Regions from separate parts of the Triticum aestivum genome. Here region 2 is linked to region 1. The links are chromatin contacts, called in public Hi-C maps. All regions are on one chromosome and are shown on one strand. The core of a region is the stretch at or near the end of the contact, and the rest is flanking DNA. Distances in the headings are between cores, read along the strand shown.

Region 1 (5,147 bases), core at 1,674-4,173:
CCTTGGCTTCCATCCCTTCATCTTGCTGGAGTATTTGTCGATTAGGGGTAATATATGCGGACGCTGAAGTCTAAAAATTGATAGAGGGAGCCCCAAATATTGTATGGGAAATTGCTTCAGTTGGCAGGAAAAATGATGAGCCACCCCACTGATAAGATGTCATTTGTCCTGATGCAAGTAATGGTGCTCTTTTGTAGGTTGATACGAAGTCCAGTGGCCTCACCAAACAGCTTCAGCATAGCAAAAATCACCTGCATATCGCTCGTGTTTGGCCTGAAGAAAAGAATTGCATCATCCGCGAAGAAGGAAGCCCGCGACACGTTTCTTCCAAGCCCCAAGTCAGAGAGCAGGTCGTGTCTGGTTGCCCAATGAAGCATAGCTTAAAGTGTGTCCATAGCAAGGATGTAGAGTGCTGGGGATAGCGGATCTCCTTGTCTTACACCACAGCCCAATGCAAATGGATCACAAGTCTCCCCATTGACGAGCACTGATGATGAGGCTGTGCACATGAGACCACGGATCCATGAGCACCATCTTCGTCCAATTCCTCGCCGGATCAACAATTTGAGCATGAATTCCCAGGACAGAGTATCAAAGGCCTTGGAGATATCAATTTTCATAAGCACAGCCGGGACATTCCTACAGTGTAGCAGCCGCGCAGTATTGCACACAAATTTAAAATTCTCGTGGATGCTTCTCCCGCTGACAAAATCACTCTAAACATGCGAGATCAGTCCCGGTAACAGTGGTGAAAGACGCACTGCCAGTACCTTGGCAAAGATTTTAGCAACACCATGAATCAGGTTGATCGGTTGGAAATCAGCCAGTTCCAGGGATCTGTCTTTCTTTGGCAGCAATGAGATGATCGATGAGTTTAACCGCCCAAAGGAAAAGATTTTGGCCTTGTGCAGGTCATGCATGACAGCCATAAAATCTTCCATGATAACCTCCCAGCAAACCTTAAAGAAAAGGCCGGAGAAGCCATCAGGCCCAGGTGCCCTGTCAGAGGGCATCTCCATGATCACTTGCTTGACCTCGGTGTCAGTGAAATCCACTTCTAGTCCATTAGCCAACTCTGGGGATAGACCGTGTAGATTCAGTTCATCTAGCCTCATGGAAGATGCAATAGGTGCCGGTGTGCCCATGAGACCATAGTAAAAGTTCCGCGCAAGATTCATTTTGTCCTCCATGGCCGTGACCACTCGGCCGCCGTCCTTGAAGAAAGGGATTTGGTGTTTTCGACGCCATCCATTAGCTTTCATGTGGAAGTACTTGGAATTGGCGTTCCCCTCCTGAAGATCTCTCACTCTGGCATGCTGTCGCAGACGCACCCTCTCCAAGGATGCGAGTGCCAGACACTTGCCCTTCAAAAAGGCCTTAAGCTTTCGTTCCTCCTCAGACAGAGGTCTACTTTCCCGCGCGCCATCCAAACGCAAAATCAACTCATTTGCAATCTGAAAAAGGATGGTCATATGGCTCTGTTTCCTTTGACCCCAACTTTTGAGAGTTTTCACGGTACGCTGCAGTTTCACACTAAAGACCTTTATGGGATCATTACTAGAGACTTGTTCCTCCCAAGGCGCCTTCACCGTTTCCATAAAACCGGGTAGCTTAACCCAGAAATTTTCGAAACGAAAACGACGTTGTCTGGGCCTGTTCATAGAGCAAGTGAGAAAAGGGGGACAGTGATCCGATATGTTGGAACTAAGCGGCAGCAAGTCGCTGATGGGGTAGGTGTCCTCCCAATCACTATTGAACAGCACACGGTCTAATCTTGCCATGACCGAGCGCTCTTGATCATTACTCCACGTGAACTTCCTCCCGACCAGTGGCATGTCATGCAGGCCCAAGGTGTTAATTGTATGTCTGAATTTATTTGACAATCTTCCGTTAATTCTTCTCGTACTTCGCTCATCCTCATTGCAAACCAGATTAAAGTCACCATTCAGGATCCATGGCGTCTGAACAAGGCCCCCAATTTCCACAGTCTCCTCCAGGAATCTAACTTTATTCTCATTCTCCCGTGGCCCATAAACAGAAGTAGTCATCCACTCTTTTTCATCGGCCAAAGAAGTGACTTTAATGGTGATAGAGAAATCCTTCTTACTCACTGTGGACACACTCAATCTATCTGACCTCCAAGCGATCAGAATGCCCCCCTTGGTACCTACTACAGGAAGAAAGTCGAAGCCATCAAAAGCCGGGCCAAAAGTTTGCCCACAGCCACGGCATCCACCACAGCCAACTTTGATTCTTGAATACACGCGAGGGAAATATTATAGGATTGCAGGAACAAACGGATGGAACTCCGCCTAGCTGGGTTATTGAGCCCCCTAACATTTCAAACTAACACACACTCTCACATAGCCATACTTCCTCAGAAGAACCACACTAGCATATCGCTTATCGATATGGTAAGCTAGGGCTATAGTGCATGGCAAACATGTTGTGCAACTCTGAAAGCCATTTGTGAAATGATCCGTGGTTTGATGGTTATGAGGACAGTGATATTCATAGTTCATCAGAGTTTAAGTTTCAGACTTACACCATTACTTGCGCTTTTCTGAATTTATTTCAAATCTTTAAGCGATATGCGTTCAATGAAAAAAGACCAACGACGATCCTACATATATTTTGTGGGGTCAATTGACCCCACAACTGTAGAGAAAACAATATAAAATCACGGTACATGTATTTTGGACTATGAACGAAATTATCTTAAAAATTACCAATGACCCCGTAGATTATATCAGTTGGCTTCGTTATTGGAGGAGATGTTTCTATCGACTACGATGGCATATAGGCGTACGATGTGTGTGCATGTGTTTATAAAAGTGATTATATATGTATACATGTATGAAACTCTCAAAGCCATTTTTCGTCTTTTAAATTGCTGTTGGAATTTTTTTTTGCTGTTGCGTCTAAATTCGCGAGACCTTCAGTCTGCCCCGACCGCCTCCTCGAACCCATCCAGGACCCATCTCCTCTCAACTCCAAACCCACGAACTCACCGCCGTCCCTCCCATCCCCGGCGGCGACCACGCCATTGAAGCCGGCGAGAGTGGTCTTAGGCGCTTGTCCATCTGGACCGGTTGATTGGAGCACAAACACGGGAGCGAAGAGCGGAGGGACGCGGTCCCGCTCGGTCCCGTGCAGCGGCGGCGGCCGACATGTCTGTCGAACTCGTCCTCTGGCTCTTCTCCTTCGCCTCTGTGATGGCCCTCGTCGGCCTCACTGCCTACCAGGCAAGCTCAGCTCCTCGTCCCTTTAAACTTTCGCCTTTGAGCCGCGAGTTTGGTCAAGATCTGCCGCACAATTGGCGAGATTCCTCACCAAATTGGGCTTCAGCTCGTCAGCTTTGTGGAATTCTGAACAGAATTTGGGCAGGGATTTGGTCAACGGTGTAGTTCTTGTCGTTCTTCCTTGCCAATATTACCAGTATAGTTGGTCAACTCGAGGTGGAAAGAAGATAGCCAGTAGTAGGTCAGCTGGACTGCGATTCAGCAAATTAGATCATGTCTAACTTACACTCACAAATCATCTTTGTATAGAAAGCTCCGCTACATTTGGTTAAATGCATCCAAAGTTTCTGCGCTGCTCAGTTTTGCTCATCTGCTTCCATGTTAGATGGAATGAAGTATTTCTGATTATTGTTCCTGTTGGAATGTTAGCACAAGCTACTAGGTAACATCCCGGTGCTTCCACAGCTTGTAACATCCCAAATATTGTGGTTGTTGTGAAACCAGCAGGATCATAGGCCGGACATGCATTATTGTAGCTTTAGCACCCAAAGCTTAAACCACCACGATTGATAATATTTTATACTTGAACAAATCCTTTTGTATAACAATGTAAGGCTGTAAGTAGATATTGTTGTCATGGTTTAGCTTACTGCAAAATAAGCTATTTAAGTTATTTTCTCTTATTGATTCATTCCACTGATTTTTCTTTGTGTTTTTGTATCAGCTTATCTGCTTATCTGATTTGGAGTTTGACTATATCAATCCATATGATTCATCATCTCGCATCAACGCAGTGGTCATAATAGAATACGTACTCCAAGGGGTCCTCTGCGCTTCTTTCCTCTTGACGCTGAATTGGTTTCCGTTTCTAGTTATGGCTCCTGTAACATATTACCATGTGAAGCTGTATGTACTTCTTCCTTTAATCCCTGAAGTTTACCTCTCAAACTATACATGCTTGTTTGGTCATTCCCCTGTTGTATTGCTATTATTTATGTGGATTACTTTATATCTCAGATTAGTTGTTCATTTGGGGAGGAATCTGTAATGCCTCTATCATTGTGGAATTCCAGTGTACATAATTAGTTTTGGAAATTAAATGTTTACTAAAGTATTTATCATCTTCATGAAATAGTGAAGGATAGAAACATATTATGGAAGTGCTCTGTAAAAAGAACTTTTTTAAATGATCCGGAGGCTGATCATTTGTAGTTGCTCTCTCATTTCGGGCTATTCATGTTTTATTGTTCTTCATGACCTTCCATGTTTAACATATTGGCCTGGCATTTACGCTTTTAGACAAGAAATGGTATGCACATATGCCCTAGTAACAATGTTGTGTCTGGCTTGTATTCATTCTTTTGTTGTTGTCATAATATGATAACATCTACTCTACAACGTACCTGCTATATGTGCTTTAATCTTGACATGAATCATTTCCTTTTTACCATTCCGCACTATGAAAGAACCATTAGACATTGTTTGCCTTGCACTAACCTTCACTGACTCTAAGCATATAGTTATCCTAGGATTAATGCAGAAACTTCTTAACCTTGCTCTAGTTTATGTTTCTAATCTGACCCACAGAGCCTTGTTTGTAATTACAACACAGAAATAACATCTCCCTGTTGTTGGTCTGCTTAATTGATATTGTTGGGCATTTACAAGTCGTTGCTATACATCAAAGAGATAAGTGTCTTCTAGGGAGACAACTAATTTTAGCATAAAGGAAATAGAAACAAAGTCCAATACAAGCAATACAGCAGGAAACAGCTATTAACTATGCACAGCTCTTAATAAATAATCCATCTAAGAGGATGAACCTGAATGGTGCAAAGTGACTCCAAACGTGAAAATTATTGAAGTTGCATCAAATATCTTTTACCTATTGGTAGACACACAAGT
Region 2 (5,147 bases), core at 798-3,297, 460 kb after region 1:
ACAATATCCTGAAGACATATGCTGCAATTTTTGCTAGATTGGTCATTTTCCTATGAAATATTTGGGGGTTCCTGTGAGTTACTCCTCCTTGCGAGGGGCGGACTGGGACTTTTTAGAGGCCAAAAATATTAAAAGATGTGATTCTGGTTTGGGGGGTAATGCTTCCTCAGGAGGGAGGTTGACTTTATTAAAATGTTAATGTCTCCAGCATTGCATATTACTATATGTCTATGTTCCTACTATCTAAAACCATTATAAATAGACTGGATAAACATATGAGGAGATTCTTTTGGCAGGTGTCCAAGAACATAAAACGTTACTACTTAGTCAGATGGTCTCGGATCTGTAGATCAAAAGAAAAAAGGGGTTTGGGTGTGAAAGATCTCCATAAGCAAAATTTAAGTCTGCTTGCTAAATGGTGGTGGAAGCTTGAAACTGAAAACGACCTCTGACAAGAGATTATCAAAGCCAAGTATTTTGGTAGGGCTATAGTAGCCTCTGTTAAGATCAAAATGAACGATTCCCCTTGTTGGAAAGCTATCATGAAGGTCAAAGACTTGTATATGGCCGGGAGACGGGTAATCATCCGTTCTGGTGATGTTGCCAGGTTGTGGATGAATCCTACTGGGGATCAAATGCCTTTTGTGAATCAATTCCCCCATTTGTTTTCGATATGTAACTTCCGTGAATGCACTGTGGATGCATGTATGGAGGCTGACCCCTTATCCTTTTTTAGAAGGAGATTAAGTTCTGATTTAAATGAGCAATGGAAGATGATGGTTGATATTGCCAAAAAAGTTGTATTTCTAAGGAAACAGATAGTATCAAATGGGCTTTGGGTCCTAAATCATCTTTCACAACTAGATCGGCGTACTCTTTTCTGGAGAGAAATATCACAAGTTGTGACTATAGATGGATATGGAAAACTGGCATTCCCCTGAAGATTAAGATCTTTATGCAGCAACTGTCTCGGGATTCAATTCTAACTAGAGATGTGATGAAACATAAGGGGTGGAAGGGGGACGCTAAATGTTCATTCTGTGGGGATTGAGAGACTGCCCAACATCTTTTCTTTACTTGCTCTGTTGCTAGGGTAACCTGGAGAACGACCGCATGTATGTTTAGCACTGATAAGTGTCCAGACAATATGTGGCAAGCTTACTCTTGGTGTTACACTTTCTTTCCAAAAAGGGAGACTTTCTATACTGTTGGTATTGCCGTGCTATGTTGGGCAATTTGATCTTGTCGTAATAGAGCTACGTTTGAATTTAAGCCTCTCAAATCCCCTTTTGAGTGCATCTTTTCTGCTTGGGCAGGTTTGTTGAGGCAGGAGAACACGGTGGATCTATGAGCCGGGATGGACATGCCGAAGAACAACGCGTTGAGACTGATACGTATTTGTGCTGCAAGCCAAAGCGAGAAGGTACGCTGAAAGAGATGGCGATGTCTTCCTCTTTCGTATTACTAGCGTTGCTCTTTGTTCCCTTTGTGGAAACTTTATCTTTTGATGCTCATATGTGAGTAGTGGCTGGTTAGCCTTTGTTGATGGGCTTGGTCGTAAACTGTTATGGTATAAAATTTAATAGTGTCGTCAGGTTTTCGCCCCGAAGTGGATAATCTCGATTGCGAGTGCTCACAGTGAGTTTCCCAACGATGCTTGAACTCGTTCTCCCCTCTCCCGTCTCATTCTATGGACCTATGTATTTTCGTTATGTCGCAGTAATGGAAAGGGGTTATGCCTGGTTAAAAAAAACGTTGCTTTTGTGCAGAAACTGAAAAGTTACTTCCTCTGTATCATAATATAAGTTTTCTATACTAGTGTATAGTGTCAAAAACACTTTTATATTATGAGACGGATGGAATACATGTCAAAAACAAAAATCACCGAAGAATGAGAAAGCAAAGCTTAGACATTTTTTTTGACCTGATAGCTTGAGCTCCCACAAATTATTTTGTGAAAGACGCGAAACAAAGAACAAAAAATCCAATTCCCCTCCGTCTCTTCTTCCTTCCTTCCTTCAGCTTCAGGAACAAAAGGTCAAGGGTAGCCCAAAACCAGAACCTCCAACCGAAGTCAACGCCAGGAACCAAGACGGGGATCAAACCAATCCCTTCCGTTTCTCTTTCTCTCTCTCTCTCTCTCTCTCCCGAGCCTCCCGCGACCATGTCCGCGCGCCCGCCCCCGCCGCCGCGCCCGCGTCTGTCCCTGCCCCCGCGCTCCACCGGGGAGTCGCTCTTCTCCGGCACCGGCGACGCCAGCCCCGGCCCGCTCACCCTCGCCTCCGCGCTCTTCCCCTCCGACGCCGACGCCGACGCCGACGCCGGCGGCGGCGGCAGCGGCGCCTCGTCTGGCGCGGGGGCCACCAGCTTCACCCAGCTCCTCATCGGCTCCCTCTCGCAACCGCCTCCGCATCAGCATCAGCAGCAGCAGCAGGAGAGAGGGAGAGGCGGGGTCGCCAGGGCAGGGCCGGCGCTGTCTGTGGCACCGCCGGCCGGGGCAGCTGTTTTCACCGTGCCTCCCGGCCTCAGCCCCTCCGGCTTTTTCGACTCCCCCGGCCTAATCTTCTCGCCGGCCATGGTACATACTCCAGTTCATACACTTTTGCTGCCGATATTGGATTTTTAGCTCTTGGTTCCTCCCTCTCCGAGGCTAATGGCCTTCACTACAGCAGGTTCTTAGATTGTACTAAGTCGTAAAGCATGTTTCCCGTTCATTGCCTTGTAGAGCTGTTAATTCGACCTTGATCGGCGTCGTCAGTTCGTTAAGCTTCCCGTTCATTTCTTCTGTCATGACGTGAGTGCAAATCTGAGAATTCTGTACTGATCTTCCATGGTGTTTTAAGATACTACTACCTCCTTCCCACAATATAAGATCATTTTAGCTTGAAAAATGATCTTATATTGTGGGAAGGAGGTAGTAGTATGTATTAGGGAATCTGGAGCTTCTAGATGTGACAATTTTACATTTGCTCTACTACTTTTGGTGAGGTGGCAACATGCAGTTTACTTATCTGCCCCATATAGATAATGCATAAAGGTGCTTTACCTTATATTTGCGGCACTCTGGTGCAGTGAAGAACCTTAACCTGCAAATGAGAGATAATGATTCGTCACATTTCTGTGCCAGTATCAATAATTGTACTACTAGCCTATCCCCAGTATGATGCAGTTACAAGTTGGCATGATAGGTTGATACTTGATACCGATGGGACAAGACAAAGTCCCGGTGAGACGTCATCGTTAGCTTCTAGCTTTTGATGGTCCTAACCTGTTGATAACTGATAGGATCCTTCCAGTGATTATATTAATCGCCCATTTTTCTTGGAGAGTAGAGCCATTGTCGTAGCACGGGTACTCCATATATTTAGTGTTCGTTGTTCACAATGGCTGACGCGGGTTGAGTGTAGTTGTTCCATTTGGACGTTGTGTACTTCAAATTTTAGCTTTTTTTGTACAAGTTCTCAGTTTAGCACATTCACTGTCAGCATGATATATAATTCACCATTTCATCGTGAAGAACAGTCAACTCTTATATCATTTCATTCTGCACTTTCCTCATGTCTGGAGTATCAGTTTTAGTTGTCAATAAAAAAAATCGATATTTTACTTAATTTTACAGGGGGGTTTCGGCATGTCGCATCAACAGGCTCTTGCCCAAGTCACAGCCCAAGCAAGCCATTCTCCACTCAGAATGTTTGATCACACTGAACAGCCATCGTTTTCAGCAGCTGCAACGTCATCTGGAGCTCTACAGAATATGAGCTCTGCAGCCAATGTGGCTGAGATGTCAGAGATGGCGACAACCATATCGAACAATGAGCATGCAGCCTTCCAATCTGCTGAGGCTTCTCACAGGTACCAAGTTCCTGCCCCAGTTGATAAGCCTGCTGATGATGGCTATAATTGGCGGAAGTATGGTCAGAAGGTGGTGAAGGGCAGTGATTGCCCAAGGAGCTACTACAAATGTACTCATCCCAGTTGTCCTGTGAAGAAAAAAGTAGAGCACGCAGAAGATGGCCAAATATCTGAAATAATATATAAGGGAAAACACAATCACCAACGTCCACCAAATAAACGGGCAAAAGATGGCAGCTCTTCAGCAGCCGAGCAAAATGAACAATCCAATGACACAGCATCTGGTTTGTCAGGTGTTAGGCGAGATCAGGAAGCTGTATATGGAATGTCTGAGCAATTATCTGGTCTAAGTGATGGAGATGATAAGGATGATGGTGAATCTCGGCCAAATGAAGTTGATGATAGAGAGAATGACTGCAAAAGAAGGTGCCTTTAGCTGACAATTACCACTCCACTCTTTGATTAGATAGTTGCGTTATTAAAATTAATTCCTCTATTGTGTAGGAATATACAAATTTCTTCACAGAAGGCCCTGACAGAGTCTAAGATCATTGTACAAACAACCAGTGAGGTTGACCTTTTGGATGATGGTTATAGATGGCGCAAGTATGGGCAGAAGGTGGTCAAAGGAAATCCTCATCCAAGGTTTTTCCTTACACTCTTGACTGTTAGTTGTTTACTGAAATAATATATAGCCCATAAATCATGACCCACTTTAGTCAAAAAGAAAAATCACAACCCATGGGCCATGCACACTACTAATTCAACTTCACGTGTTCTGCTATTTGAGGTATTCATCGCCTATATTAGTCAAATTTGAACTAAAACCACGACAAGTATTATGGAACGGAGGGAGTATTATATATGATCCGATGCATGCCTTTAGAAATTTTAGGTTATTTATTTTTGTCCGACGTTGCATGCTTTATTTACCCAAACAAGTTGGAAGGTATGCAACACAAGTTCACTTCACTAAAGCAAGAATTCACACCTCATTTAATGTAGCATGATTCCTTAATCATTTTTACTAGTTATTACCTGAAGGCACATCACTAGAATAGACTTCTGATGCTGTCGATACCTAAAATGAGTATAGCCAGAAATGTTAAAGTAAAAAACAGGTTATGCAATGCTACATCAGCAATGTGTACATAAGAGAAAAAGATAAAAAGGAGTGTAATGTGTACATAAGAGAAACAGGTCATGTGCAATGTTCACATCACCATTTCGAAGTCCGTGTGGCACCATCTGTTCTCTTCTCTCCTCCCACGTCCCTCTTGTGGTGCAGCGAC

The links. A called contact is a pair of places that touch in the nucleus more often than the background predicts.
Region 2: a contact with region 1 is called in a Hi-C map of leaf, with 6 times the contacts expected there. The contact joins the promoter of LOC123102731 here to the promoter of LOC123102728 in region 1. A contact is called at or near these places in 2 of 5 Hi-C or Micro-C datasets (both in leaf).

What each region holds. Positions count from the first base shown.
Region 1 is chr5A:169,966,600-169,971,746 of IWGSC CS RefSeq v2.1, forward strand. LOC123102728 (protein cornichon homolog 1) reads left to right here and starts at 2,924. Exons shown (of 5, transcript XM_044524155.1): 1 at 2,924-3,245; 2 at 3,967-4,148. The coding sequence starts at 3,171.
Region 2 is chr5A:170,428,946-170,434,092 of IWGSC CS RefSeq v2.1, forward strand. LOC123102731 (probable WRKY transcription factor 4) reads left to right here and starts at 2,048. Exons shown (of 4, transcript XM_044524158.1): 1 at 2,048-2,578; 2 at 3,620-4,281; 3 at 4,360-4,500. The coding sequence starts at 2,165.